Regions from separate parts of the Mus musculus genome. Here region 2 is linked to region 1. The links are chromatin contacts, called in public ChIA-PET maps. All regions are on one chromosome and are shown on one strand. The core of a region is the stretch at or near the end of the contact, and the rest is flanking DNA. Distances in the headings are between cores, read along the strand shown. Region 1 has its middle 42 kb from the start of Qpct. Region 2 has its middle 75 kb from the start of Atl2.

What was found. ChIA-PET counts read pairs in DNA pulled down with a chosen protein or histone mark.
Region 2: a contact with region 1 is called in an RNA polymerase II ChIA-PET map of memory CD8 T cells, with 5 read pairs. The contact joins two enhancer-like sites. A contact is called at or near these places in 17 of 484 Hi-C or Micro-C datasets (the C2C12 cell line, Th1 cells, bone marrow-derived macrophages and 12 more), 2 of 115 datasets of contacts at active chromatin or transcription factors (T-cell acute lymphoblastic leukemia and memory CD8 T cells) and 1 of 9 other capture datasets (embryonic stem cells).

What each region holds. Positions count from the first base shown.
Region 1 is chr17:79,091,629-79,095,237 of GRCm38.p6, reverse strand. No RefSeq gene overlaps it. Among named protein-coding and RNA genes, the nearest start is that of Qpct, 42 kb to the right of the region's middle. Within about 2 kb of position 1,752, at least 29 of the 459 cell types and tissues checked have an H3K27ac peak or open chromatin away from gene starts, as enhancers often do. A contact at or near this core is called in Th1 cells and memory CD8 T cells, where this site is marked.
Region 2 is chr17:79,819,653-79,823,261 of GRCm38.p6, reverse strand. No RefSeq gene overlaps it. Among named protein-coding and RNA genes, the nearest start is that of Atl2, 75 kb to the left of the region's middle. Within about 2 kb of position 2,006, at least 21 of the 459 cell types and tissues checked have an H3K27ac peak or open chromatin away from gene starts, as enhancers often do. A contact at or near this core is called in Th1 cells and memory CD8 T cells, where this site is marked.

The DNA.
Region 1 (3,609 bases), core at 503-3,002:
AAGTTAAGAGACAAAATACTGAATGAACTAGGAATTTGAACAGAACTTCTGGACTAAAACTCTCATAGTCAACAAATCTTTCCCTCCTGAGCTGACTGACCTCAGTCTTCAGCTTTCTAGTCTACCAGACTAGAAATGGTGTCTGGACAATGTCTCCTCCATCACTGTTGACTTCTGGTGGCAGGGAAGTTCACCTTTCTGGGTACACTCTTCAGAGTCCTACATTTTTAAACCTCTAAAATTAGAATGTTGAAAACTAGTCAACTTTCCTTATTGATGATGTCATGAGATGATGCATAGAGATAGAAAAATTCCTTCTTGTGCAAATTGTCCTATATAGTCAAATACCTTCATGTTCCAACACATACAGAAAGGGGGGAGAGGAAGAGAGGGAGAAAGAAAAGGAAGAGAGAGGGGGGGAGAGAGAGAGAGAAAGAGAGAGAGAGGGAGAGAGAGAGAGAGAGAGAGAGAGAGAGAGAGAGAGAGAGAGATTCCCTACCCAAGTGCTTCTTTCTCAAGATGAAAACACTCTGGAAGCTTTTTCTGATGCTTTTATAACCAACCTAAAAGTAGCTCTGTCATATATCGATAAATTCAAGTCCTTAAAATTCAATCATAGCATTGACAGAGAATGCTCTAATTTCTATGTATTTAGAAAAGGAGAATAATAACAACAACATCATAAGTAAGCCTATCAAAAAGGATGACAACAAGTTGCTTTCATTAGCATCCTTAAAAGAGTTCGTTAGATGCTTAACTACCTTTGTTTTATATAATTAGTCTCACTAAAAAGAAATAAAACTGAGATTCTTCTCGGTGAGTTTAATACCATTAGTCCTTCTATCAGTAGAAGATGAAGATGAGTTACATACCTAATGCATGCATCTATCATTGTTCTACACTTCTTGTCTCTAGCAAGATCATCTAGTTTGGGAGATAGATGTGAGATAGATTTTTAACAAGGAAAGGAGCCCAAATGCTCCTGCAGGCATCATAGGAACAGCAGTAAAATCGATGGCTGGGAGTCAGCTCCCTCAGTCGCCATCTCTACATCGATTGGTCCAGTAACATAAATCACAACATGTCAGTCTTGCTTAGCCAAACCCACAACTATTAAATCCATGCGTGCCAAGGACCTTTTGTGCCAGCAGTGTTAAGTGGGTGAGAGGCAGAAGCATTTCCTGGGTTACTTATAAGTGATGTTGTTCATATTTTATCAGTTTTAAATTTTACTTTTGCTACTTGCATAGTGTTTGTAACGTTGAGGTTTTTTTGGGGGGGGAAGGGGCTAGGTTTTGCTTTAAGCTACTTTGCTTTCTCTTCTTGGCAAGTATGTGATCTTAATATTGATTCTCAAATAGTCTAAACTCTCCACTGGCAAATTTGTATATATCAGGAAGTTGGGCCATGTTCCATGTGTTGCCTTTGAAATATGAGCACAATCCAGTGACTTCACATTGCGTGAGCATGCCAACCAAATTGAGGCTGAGGGATTCAGCCACGACAGGCAGTCCTTTCATCCAGCCTGTTTCAAAACTGTCACAAATTATTGCTGTTAGATGTATTGCCAGAATTCTAGAGCAAGTTTTCATGGGTAAGAGGATTTGAGGAGTATCTGCTACCACCCTTCTACACAATTAGCTAACCAACATCTCTCCTCCCTGTGACAGTGACTTTATACCATGGCTTCTGCTTCATGCAGCAGAACAATCATTTTACTTTCTGAAGGCTGAAAGATAAACCGTGGGTGTCAGAGCAGTAAAGCTTAAGACGGAAATAAGTTAAACCACTTCAAAACTACTCTTAGAGTTTCAGGCTATATAGACAGTAACCCCGAAACTGAGAGAAACCTCAATTTTCTTACCTTCATCTTTGAAACCTCACATAGACAGGCAGCCTGAGTGTGAAGAATACCCATGCCTTTGTGGATAGAAAATGCATGTAACAGCCCACATCACCTTGGCTTTAAGTTACTGAATGGTTTCCCTCATTTTCCCTTGATTCCCGTGATCTCTGTACCTTCATTCCCCAGGTTTAGATCGTCCAAAGGGACTCAGATGTTCTCTTCATCAGAGCAGAATATAACCAATTCTCATATTAAAGGATGAAAGAATCAAGAACCCTGTCCATAGCCCCTTTAAGTAAATGAATTTCCAGTTGGTTTGGTGGGGCAAATGATCAGCTTTTCACATGATTTCTGCTGGAGCACCGTGATCAATGCGTTTCTTTGATGCCTGAAAGAAGCTTCACAAAATACACTGTTTAAGGAGCTGGAGCCCAGGCTGCAAACATGGTCTGCTTTGTTCTTCTGGCAACTGGTTTCTGTCTAAAACATTTCTCCACTGTAAGGATCTGTCTTTTCTCCACCAGCAACAGCCCTCAAGCTACAATAACAGGCTCGTGGTTTTTTTTTTTTTAGATACCAAAGTTATGAATACACTTTTATGGATATTTTCCTTTGAACTCACTTCTCTTGAAGCAGAAAAATAGCCATATATATAACACTCGTAGGCAAAACATACAAATTGTTCCGCTAAGGGTTGTAAAATGTTCCGAAATGCACATTTTAAAATTCCAAACCCAGGATAGTGTGTATGTAGCACTTCCGTGACAGCTGTGTTTCTCAAAAAGTAACGTTTCTGACTGGCATGGATGACACAAAACATATCCCTGCCCCAAGTGTCTCTCTTTATGACCTCATGATTGCTCCTCTTAGATTCACATAGACTCTTGGTGAAGTAAAACAGTTCAAAGCAAGGAAGCAAGCCTTCGCTGCGTTAAGCTGCTTAAGTGTTTGCTCTCCCGTATCCCATTTCAACATATCCTCCAACCCCCTCTAAAATAATTCCATGAATGCCAACTCAACAGATTATAGTAGATCTCCTATTAATTTCACTCTGCCTTAAAAGGAGCTTAATCACTTCAGTTTATAATTCTGCACACAGCAATGCCAGCTATCATTCAGATTCCTGGTGAGACTTATTTTCCTGCTGCCTGTTATTGCTTAAACCACGAACCATCAACGCAACGATTTATTTTCTGATGTTAAAAAAAAATGTTATCTTCCACAAACTCCTTTTAACTATTTTTCTGTCATATTTCTTTTTTAAAAAATTAATCTGGAAAACTCTGCTTCCTTTAATCCTGCTTTGTGGCTTAGATTTCCCAGTCCTGGAGCCACTAGAGTTGATATCAGTTTGTGCTCAGGCTGATGCAAAAATAGCCTTAGGTGTGGCAGGGAAATAAATCTGCAGAGATGACATGCCTTTGATGGCTAACACTGTGAAGTGAGTCTTAGCCACAAAGGGTTTGGGAAATGTGACCCAGGCTGAGAGAATGCCCTGTGAAATGTTCAACATGCAGCTGTCACTTTATCTAACATGAACAATATTGTGGAAAGTTCTAGACCACAGAATGTGTGTGAGCTTTAAGGTCAGATTCTAAACGTCTGGGTTCATATTCCACTGTGGCCATATACTGGTTCCATGATTTTGAAGAATATACTTAACTATTCTATGCACCATAAAATAACGGTAATGATACCACCTATCTCTTGAGGTGACATGAGGATTGCGTTGGTGAACACATGTGAAGTACATCTAGCATTTT
Region 2 (3,609 bases), core at 757-3,256, 730 kb before region 1:
TCCCAAACTGTCTAGCCCGTGTTTTCCAGAACACGTGAGGTTGGAGATAATCACAGGGTGATCTTCGTTGACACCCAAGGGGTTGGGCCAGAATGATGATCAGTCTGCCTCCTATTCCGTCCAGCAGAAAAGGGCGACAACACTACGTTCTTCTCAAAGCAGTTTATTTAGGAACCTTTCAATATCATGCATGAATCTCTCTCCAGAAATCAATTTCTCCAGGAAAAAACAACAACAACACCCCCCCCCATCGCAATCCCTTATATAACCCCTCAACCACGCCCCATCAGCCCAGCCCACGTAACAGCAGTCCATTGGCCAGAATCATCACTCGTCATATGGTCCGATCTTGCATAATGGTGCACCTGCGCAGTTCTCATGATGGATGCGGCTTATTTTCAGGTGTATGAGGAAGTCAGGTGCAAGTCATAAGACTTGGCTGCAGTCCCAGGTGCCATCTTGGGACTGCTGCCACACCTGCTCCTCACAGACCTGTACAACCAAACCTTGTGCCCACCCATTCTCTCCCATGTATTCAGCCTTTTATATAAACACATGGAAACTCTTCTAGAGTTGTGTTTACCCAGACTCTGAAGTCTTACGTTTTCATTACTTAAGAAGTCTGTCCTGTTTTTTCAGATAGACCCACTTAGAATCAATTCAGGGTCTTGTGAAAACTACTTGTAACAGTGTGTCAAGCTCAATCTTTAATTGCTTTGCCTCTGGAATTTTATTCAGTCCTGGACACTGTCTTCTGGCCATACTTCAACACTCAATTATAGCATAACAACAGTAGTGTTATACACTATACAATTTACATTCTAAGCAGTCTCAGGGTTTGGCCTGAGTCTAAGGCTTAACTCTGCTTTATTGTGTAGGTGGCACTACAGCATCCGTTTAATCTCTCTAGCTATATGGTTCTTCATGTGTCACCCAGAGTGATGATTTCAAATTGCACACACTGCAAAGAAAGGGTCTTTTATGTTTGCGTTCAATATAAGATAAGAAGTAAGAAGTGCTAATTTCAGAATCTAGCATAGGGTAAGATAGCTTGCTTCGGAGATTTTTTTTTCCTCCCATAGGAGGAACATGTTAAAGTGGAGAGAATTTAGATATTTACAAAGGATGGGTGCTGGGAGACGAAGTTATGATCGAAAACTTAGACAGAAACTTAGAAAAAATGTATTGACACTGGCTCCAAAGGAACCCAAGGTATGATGTAAAACTAGATCAATTAAAGCAAATGTGGATAAAGAGATGGACAGCTAGAATGGGAGGGAGGAAGAACAGCCTGGGTCACACATTTGCTTCTTGGGGACTGAAATTGTGATGTTTGTAACTTTCCAGTTACAAGGGAAATAGTAATGTCAATGATGGAAAACTGCAGAGACCCACCCACATGGTCAATGAGGAAGGCAGGCAGAAGATGAAATGGCTGAGTGCTTTAAAAATGAAGTTTTGAATGGTATAAGACCAACCTTTGCCCCCCACACAAAATAGGAAGGCAAAGAGACAAGAGAGAACCCTGCTGTCCAGGGATGGTTTTAGGGAGGTTTGGGGTCTTTACTGTCAGGTTTCCTGAAGAAGGGACCCATGCCCTGTGTGGGGGAAAACCCTGGCAAGATTAACATCTGGGGAAGTTGCTCTGGCCTACATAGCTGCATTTTATCTCCCACATATTAGAATTTAGCTTTGGAAAAAGCTCTTACGCATGTTTCTCCCAACATTGTCCACTTTGTGGGACCTGTGTGCCTTTGGCAAATGCAGAGCATTTAGAGAAGCAACACAGCATTAGTGTCTACTGACCTCTGCTTTAAACACAACAAAGCAAAACACAAACTAGAAATGGCCCAGATCCCTCTGGAGTTATGGAATCCACCTCCCCTATGTGCCCTAAGAAAGCTCTGGTAACTGTGTCTGGCTGTTTGGACAATGGCATGGATGTTGCTAGCTGTGATAGAGGTAGAAATGAATCTAAGAAACAGGATAAACTCAGAAACTTTCACTTTCAATTTCCTTGCCTTGGAAGAATGAAGCTTTGAGAATTTCAAACAGCCCCAGATGTAAACAGATTCTTTGAGGAAATACAACACACACAGCAAGGTTTTCTTTTTGAAAGAAAGTTAGATTTATGGAGCCTGTGGTTATCATGATTAATCTGAGAATTTATATTTCAAATAAAGACTCATGTTTCCCCTCTGCTGTATTTTGAGGGGCTGTGTAACATTGCTATTCCTTAACAGTGGCTCTCAACCTTTGAGATCACGTACCAGCTATCTTGCATATCAGATATTTACACTATGACTCATAACAGTTATGAAGTGCAACAAAATAATTTTATGGTTGGGGTCCCCATAACACGGGGAACTGTATTAGAGAGTCACAACATTAGGAAGGTTGAGAACCGCTGCAGTAGAAGAAATGATAAATCCACAGCAGCAGAGACAGAAGCCAGCAGGTTTTAACCTGTATCTCAGAATACCACAGGGAAATATCTGAAAGAAAAACATGGACTTTCTCAGTCCAAGATGAACCTCTCCTTTAAGAAACCCTCAAACTTTGTGTATGAGTGTTTATTGTAGCATCGTGCATCACAACTCCAGGATAGAAACAACTCGAATCCCCACTCACAGATGAATGACTACAAAATACAGAGGGAGATAGTCATTAGACGGGGTGTTGTACTGCAAGAAGAAGAAATGAAAATAGCAATGAGCCTTTCAAATGTTATACTTATGAAAAGATGCAAGCCAGGGAGACTCACACACTAGCTATTTCTGTTAGTATAAATTACCTGGGATATGCAGGTGTAGGGGCGGGTCTGATGTTAAGATCCTGTTCTCCAATTGGTTCTTGAACTGTCAGTAAAGAAAGCCATGAGACAATTGTTGGGCAAAAGGTACAGTTCTGGGTCCCTGGAGGGATAGGGAGATGCAAGGAAGGAGAGAAGGGAGTTTGTCAGGCGTTGGAGAGAGGAGAACCAGGCAGCCATGTAAGGCCTGGTAGAGTGTAGCTGCTCCTATAGGCAGGTGGTCAGAGATGTTTAGCAGGGACTAGATTCAACTGACTGACTAACGTTAGGGTAGGTAGGAGGAGCAGAGCTAAGAGTTAGGATAAGGGCATGCTTTTCCAGGCGGGAGATAGCATTGCCCAGCAATTGTGCCAAGAAGGCAAGTTGAAAATGAACAACTCTGTGTGTGTGTCTTTTATCCGTGGATTCAAGGGAAGCTGGAGGGGGCTGGTAGCATGGTCACTTCCCAGAACTAAAGTGGAGTAGCATAAAACTACACACAACATGCAAATCTGTGCAAAGAGATAAAGTGAGCGTCTGGGTGCAGTGTGGGGAGACTGCTAAGGAGTGTGGCCTGTGTTCTTAAGGGCAGTGCACTTTACTAATCATCCTGGCAGTGCTTGTGCAGCTGTGTGAAAATTCCCAAACACTGGGTGTGAACCCTTGTCTTAGTCAAGGTTTCTATTCCTGCACAAACATCATGACCAAGAAGCACTTGGGGAGGAAAGGGTTTATTCATCTTACACTTCCATACTGCTGTTCATCAACAAGGAAGTCAGGACTAGAACTCAAGGAAGTCTGAAAGCAGGAGCTGATGC